Linked DNA regions of Rattus norvegicus: region 1 is linked to region 2. A link is a contact called in public Hi-C data. All regions are on one chromosome and are shown on one strand. Each heading gives the region's core, a stretch centred on a gene start, on an enhancer-like site or on the middle of the called end of the contact. The rest is flanking DNA. Distances are from core to core; before and after follow the strand shown. Region 1 holds the start of Nav2 (neuron navigator 2). Region 2 has its middle 33 kb from the start of Nav2.

What was found. Hi-C and Micro-C count contacts between places; a contact is called where the count stands out from the background.
Region 1: a Hi-C map of Schwann cells shows a contact between it and region 2, with 2.4 times the contacts expected there. The contact joins the promoter of Nav2 here to the enhancer-like site in region 2. A contact is called at or near these places in 5 of 12 Hi-C or Micro-C datasets (the A7r5 cell line, the Rat2 cell line, Schwann cells and 2 more).

The regions. Positions count from the first base shown.
Region 1 is chr1:108,093,009-108,096,480 of GRCr8, reverse strand. Nav2 (neuron navigator 2) reads right to left here and starts at 1,845. Exons shown (of 38, transcript NM_138529.1): 1 at 1,588-1,845. The coding sequence starts at 1,845.
Region 2 is chr1:108,059,759-108,063,061 of GRCr8, reverse strand. It overlaps a transcript of Nav2 not described here. Among named protein-coding and RNA genes, the nearest start is that of Nav2, 33 kb to the left of the region's middle. Within about 2 kb of position 1,386, at least 17 of the 93 cell types and tissues checked have an H3K27ac peak or open chromatin away from gene starts, as enhancers often do. A contact at or near this core is called in the A7r5 cell line and Schwann cells, where this site is marked.

The sequences.
Region 1 (3,472 bases), core at 596-3,095, 33 kb before region 2:
ATGGGCAATAGCAGGCCGTGAATGAGTCCAGCATCTGCCTTCCGTTCATTCCTACATTCTTCCTCATCAGGCCCGAGGGCATGTGTCACATTCTCAGTTGCTGTTCCAAAACACCACCCACTTCACCCCCCACCGACACGGAAGGCACCCTGGTGCTCACCCTCTTTTCAGAGCCCTCTGGACAAGTCCTGTAGCTCTAAGAAAAAGAACAGAACACACATCCCAGCAGAGCCAGGACCCAGGAGCACTGGAGGAAATCTTGCCTTCCTCCCACACACCATCAGTCAGGGCTGTCAGCTTCCAAAAATGTTTAGCAAGTGCAGCACCAAGAGGGACATGCTGTCGGGCGGGTGTGGGAGCTTGTGTGGGGAAGGGGCCTTCTCTGGCTCTGAGCTCCAACGGTCTGTCTCTAAGCAGCTTCTAGATCCCAGCTCCTCCGCCGGAAGGTTAGGAATGTATTGAGCATTAGCCTCTGATCAGAGAACGCTACAGAGAAGTAGATGCCCAAAAGGTCATCTGGTCTGTTGCTCTCCTCCCCATGCCCCACCCCCATCCCATACCAACTCCAGACTGCCTCCCCTTCTGGATTCCCGATTCTCCTCTCCTGACTGGGACAGCCACACCAGTCAGGTCAGCCTGTCCCTAAAAGTCCCTGCTGACTGGCAGCCAAGAAAATACAGCATGGCCCTGCTCCCTCCTGCCAGAAGAGGGGGGAAGGCAGCAGGGAAGGCAGGAGTCCAAGAGAAACTGATTGGCCCTTCAGGATTTCCTTAAAAGAGATTGCACGGCCAGGGCCTGTCACCCAGCCCAGTAGGGGGATGCCTGCTCTGCCAGGAAAGGTAGAAGTCACCATTTCTCTTTCAGCCATTCTCTCACCCACACACCATCACCTCCGTAATCACCAGAGCCACCAACACTGGCAGCATAGACTACCCAAGAAGGAGGGGCTTAGATTCGGCAGCCATTCTGAGACAGCCAAGCCACTCCAGTCACCAGGAGTCTGTAGCAGCTAGCACTCGGCAGCACCTGGTCAGAATCCCTTCCCCCTAAAGATGGGGCAGAAACCAGTCATCTCCAAGCTAGGAGGAGGGTAACTTCAGGGCAATCACTCAGTTCCCTTGTCCTGGATCTCACAGCTGGCAGGTGATATCCAATTCATCAAGGCACCAGACCACTCCTTCTCCGAGTTACAACCCGAGGCACTGCTATAGACACACATCACAGCAGCAGATACCACTCCTTGGGGCCAAGCTCTCAGCATTGATGGCCCTAGCATTTCCGATGCCAGCATTCGGTTTTTGAAAGCATCTCTAAACCTGCTCCAATCCCATAAAAGCAGCTGGCTGCCAGAACCCCTTAGCTTTGCAGAGCTCCTCAGGAGAACCTCTGGCACCCTGGCCAGCTAAGTCCCTCCTGGCCACACCCACTGACCAATGTATCCTTCTAATCTGCCAGCATAAGGGGTATGCGTCCTCTCTCCAATCACATTATGGTAGCCTCTCCTCAAGGCAGCCGTACCCCTCCCTCATGAAGGATCCTCCATCACTCCCACCATGTAATAGTGCCCCAGCACACAGCACTGCTCACCTGGGTATCGAACCCGTTCTCCAGAGAGCTGCTCTTCCGCAACGGGAGCCCCTCCCCCGTCGGCTCCTGCAGCCCCTGCGATTTCAGGGGGATTTGGCTAGTGTAGGCCGTCTTGCTCACCTCTACCTTGCTTCCCAACTTAAGATAGCAGGGTTGAGGACCAGTCCGGGCCGGGGGGACGTGCAGGATGGGCGCGGCGCTATGCACCGGTTTGGGCAGTCCCGATTTCATTTTGGAGGCTACCAGGATGGCCGGCATCTTCTCCCTGGGCTTTGGCTTTCCCAGCACGTCCCTGGCAGCGGCGGCGGAGGCGACCGCTAAAGGCAGCGCGGGCAGCCGAGCAGGCGCCGGGCCTCGGCCCGCGAGGCGCCCACCAACAGTGGAAGAAAAAACAAAAAAAACCCAAAAAACAAAATCCCCGGGTCGGGGAATTGGGGAAATCCAGTGAGTGCGCCTGCCGGGTGGCGGGCTAGTCACTGCCCTCAGCAGGTCCCACCTGCGCGGATGTCGCAGCGGGAGGGCTGCTCAGAAGCTCTGGGCTCTCGCGGAAGGCTGCCTCTGGCAATTCTTCTCCTGGGAAACTGAGGCGTGGACGCCCATATTAACTTGTCATTGCGTCTCCGAAGTGAGAAGGCTCCTTAGGAAGAGACACAGGCTACGGGGACGCACACGTCGCGCTCTGGAGCCTGCCGGTGTGAATCTTCGAGCAAAAGAGCGGAGGATGGGGAAACGGAGGGCACACGGAGCCCAAGATGTCTCAACCGCGAGGCGGCTGTCACTCTGAAAACGCGCCGCAGTGTCACCCGCGCCTAGGCAGACTCGGGGCGATCTCCGCAGACAGGTCTGTCTGGGCGTGACAGTCGATCACCGATGCTCACAAGCCCCTCGAACACCAAGCACGTGAGCTCCCGCGGCTCTGGCCATGCTCCGTGCGCTCCAGCGCAGCACGGCGGTGGTGGCAGGGCGCGGGCACCGGGATGCGCAGCTGGCCAGGCTGGCTGCGCTGCGCTAAGCAGAGCTCCCGGGAAGGCAGCGCGGGCTGCAGGGTTGGACGCAGGGGAGGACCGGCTGCGGCGCGCGCTGACAGCCCGGGCCGTTCCCGGGCGCCCATTGGTTCGCGGCGGACCAATCCGCGGTCGCGACTCGCACTGCAAGGGGGCGTGGCCTCAACTCCGCGGGGCCGCCGCCGAAACTCTGGGGCCGCGCTTGGCCGCAAGTACAAAGCGAGCTGGTGGCCGCTCTGCGGCATGGCCCCGGCGCGCGCCTCCCCGCGGGCCGCCACCCCCGCGTCCCGGGAGCGGCCTTTGAAAACGCCGTTGGGTTGCAGATTCCCGCCTCCCTCCACCCTCTGGCATGTGTCGGGGAAATCGGTTTCTCTTTTTCAAATCGCTCGGGTAATCTCAACGGTTTTGCGGGTTCCGGAGGCACGCCCCAGCCTCTCTGCACCTCCAACGGGATTGACAGGGCGGGTCTCCTTGTCCCCTGCTTGAAGGACACTCCAGCCATTTCTTCTTTCCGGGTGGGCTCAGGGGCGTTCCAACAGCTTCCTCTGCGACATTCAAAGGTTGCACGTTGCACTTAAGTATTTGAAGTATTTATAGGCTAATACAATGGCCGGGGAAGCTTCGCGCCCAAAGACAACTCCTCCTTGCCACCTACCACAGACTGTAATTAGAGTGGCTTGGTGACCCGGGCAGGCTGAGGCTAAACCCGCCCTGGTTTCATGCAGGCCTGCCTGGCAGGCTGCGCCTGGGACGTGCCAAGCTCACAGGTTCCTCCGCTTGGAATCGCTGGAGGATCTCTTCCTCTCTGACTCCCGGTCTGAGAGCTGAAGGGAAATAAGATTGTCCAGACAGGTTGCCTCGGGACTGATCTTCAAGGAGGC
Region 2 (3,303 bases), core at 137-2,636:
AGCTATCCCAACAACCCAGCTCTTTCCTTGCAGGCACACTCCTTCACATGCAAGTATCTGTCAGACCCCTGGCAAGGTCTGTTCCCACAGGAAACCCACTCAGTGAGCCTGCTGATTTCTGCAGAGACAATTCCTGGACTCCAAACCCTGGCATTTTAGAGACTGACCAGAGCCTATGAGAGTAGAGACCACTGGTATGAAGTAGGGAGATGTTTATCACAAAAAAGGGAATCCCACTGCTATCCCCAGTCAGATACTGCAGAAGGTTGAAGCAGGCCAGAAGCCATGGATACAAAGCAATCAAGCCAAGGAGCTTCTAGAAGACCAAGTCAGTCCATCCTGACTCCAGCCATTGTGCACACAGTGGTGGAAACACATTGGATTTGAAGATCCTTGGGTTCGTCAGTCAGCTCCACTAGGCAGACTTGGTGTCTCTTCACTGTTCAAAACTCAGTTTCCCTCTATGGGGCAGTGGAGCTGAATAACTGCTGTGCAAATTAGGCTGGGCACGAATGACACTTGTGCTCCTAGTACGGTATCATTACTTGACAGTGATCCCTAGCAATGGGTCATCCCAAGAGAACCTTATCTCTGTGTATGGCATTGCCCCATTTGTGCTCAAGTCCTGGGCCTATCTCTCATTAGGAAGTTAGTGAACCACTGCCAGTCACAACTAACTCTAATTCATTTAATAATTTAATGGAAAGTGCTTGGCATTGTACCTGGCACATAGTAAGTGCTCAATAAATATTGGTGCTTGCTGACAGAACTAAGTTATATACAACATTCCCAACATGTGGCTTTGAGAAGTCTACCATTGTCTTTTTGGGGTGACGGGTGGATAGGGGAGCTGGGACACCCATCTTCTTGGCAGGTATGTTCATTATGAATCTAAGGAGACACACTTTATTTATATTTATATATTATTAATTATCTGTATTGGAAAGCCTGCTGTAGCCAGTTGCTTTATAAACACAACAATTATCTGGAATAAACATTATTACCCCCGTTTTACAGAAGAAAAATTGAAGTTCAGAAAGGTGAAGTGAGTAGCCTAAGAAAACAGAGCAGTTAGGGAAACAGGCAGTATTCTAACGCAGGTCAAAGCTGACTCTGACCAGGTAAGGGTACTCCACGGCTCTCCCCTATGTATAGCTTGTGGGAAGGCTGTCTGACAGTTTCCTAGCAGAGTTATTCAGCTCTGTTAGCCTGCCTAGGGTAGCTGATCTTCAAACATTCAAAATTGGGAGCAGAAAAAAAAAAGTTCAAAACAATAAAGAGTGATTCAGAGTGAGTCCTCCCTTGGCGGTTACGGGAAATGGGGAGGTGACAGCTTAGTCACGGTGGAATGGCCCAGTCCTTACTCATGGGCAGGAGGTCACACTGCTCAGGACAGAAGCCAGCAGAGCTTCTGGTGCCAAGAAGGCAGGAAGAGGCCCCAGCCAGGAGGGGAAGCGGGGAGAGGGAGCTGAACAGAATCCATCCTGGAAGAGGTTCAGGCCTGAGGACATCTAAGCTCCCAGAGCCTCTCCACATCCCCCATCTCCCGGTTAACTACTCTCTGTATTCAGACCCAGCCTAATGGGAGGAGCTTTCTACCCCTTCCCGCCCCTCAGGTGACACATCAGCCTGGGGTAGCTGGTGGTGAGCACTTTCCACCCTCTCACCCTTCTGTCCCATTCTTCAAGTGGGAGTGGCCCACTCCGTATTATGCACTGTGCTCCACATGAAAAGCCCTGGTCCTCGGGACACTCAGAGATAATCACTGGGACAATCACAGATGTTGAGAGCATTGGCAAAAGAAGGCTGTGCCACAGGTGGCACAGGGCATTGAAGCCACCAGAAGGATGCCCTGGCTCCAAGTGTTTGAGTTGAACAGTTGTTGTCCAGGCTTGTGTTTGAGAGGACTGAAGAGACGTCTCCATGGTTAATAGCAAGCTCTACTCTTGGAGGGGCTGAGTTCAGTTCCCAGGGCTCACATCAGATGGCCTACAGCCACCTGTGACTCTGGGATTCATCCTGTGGCTCCTTCTGGACTTCATGGGCACTGGCGCGTACACACACACACACACACACACACACACACACACACACACACACACACACAAATATACACAGAAAATTAAATCCCCAAACATGTCATGACTCTTTTGTCATGAACACAGCAGTTCATTATAGAGTCTTTCCATGTCAATCAATCTTCATCCACACAATGTAAAGTCTACTTTCTTTCCACTGGCTTCTGATTGGCCGAGGGAGGGCTGGTTCACTCCGTAAGCACCCTAGTGCTCCATACTGCACCAGACGCTTCTCCACAGACCCCCTTTGCCTCTTAGGCAAATGAGACCTGCTTCTCCGAGCATCCGGGCCTTCTGTTTAAGCTGTAACCTTAGCGTCTGACTCTGGAGCTGGATGCTCACTGCTTTGCACACATCCCGGCAGGATTTCTCCTTCATCACTGCCATTTTCCAACACTGCAACCTTCTCTCCTTGCTGATGGCTTCTCACATATAGCCTCTGGGTCTCTTTTTGTCTCTCCTCCACTTCTGTTCATCTCAGACCCCAGCCCAGCTCCTCAGTGTCTGGGACACAAGAGAATTCAGTACACATTGATGGGAGGGGAGCAAAGAAGAGAAGCCTCAGGCTCACTGTTTGGCCCTCTAAGATGGGGACATACAATCTTCCATTAGCTCTGTGCCAAGACCCAGGGCACAAACTGAAGGGTGGGCCTTCCTGAGGTCAGACCCTCTGTCTGTTGATGTGTGTTAGGTGTGTAGTTTGGATTGTAAATCCCCCAGAGACACTTGCATTTAAAGTTTGCTCCTACATTGGTGCTTTCTGAGAAGCGGTGGGAACTTGAAGAGGTGAGTCCTGGCACAGGTTTTGGGTCACTGCGGCCAAGGTCCCCAAGAGTGTGTGGGACCTTAGTCTTTCCTTCTCTCCTCTTGCTTCCTTTGCCCTGTTAGCTACTTTTCTCATTGCTGTGACCAAACACCTGACGAGATGCCACTTAAAGGAGAGTTGCTTTCATTGGGTTCACGGTTCAAAGGGACACAGACTAGAATGGTGGGGAAGTCACGGTGGCCAGTGCTCAGGAAGTAGACTGGGCATAAAACGTCCAGGACCCACTCCACCCCTGGGGACCCATTTCCTTCTGCAAGTGTCTACCTCCTGAAGATTCTATAACCTTCCAAAATAGTGCCACCAGCTGAGCAGTAAGTATGAAACACAAGAGCCCCTAGGGGGTGGGGTAGCATCCCTGGCCCCAAAGCAAAGGACCAAACGAACACAGAAGAACACCTC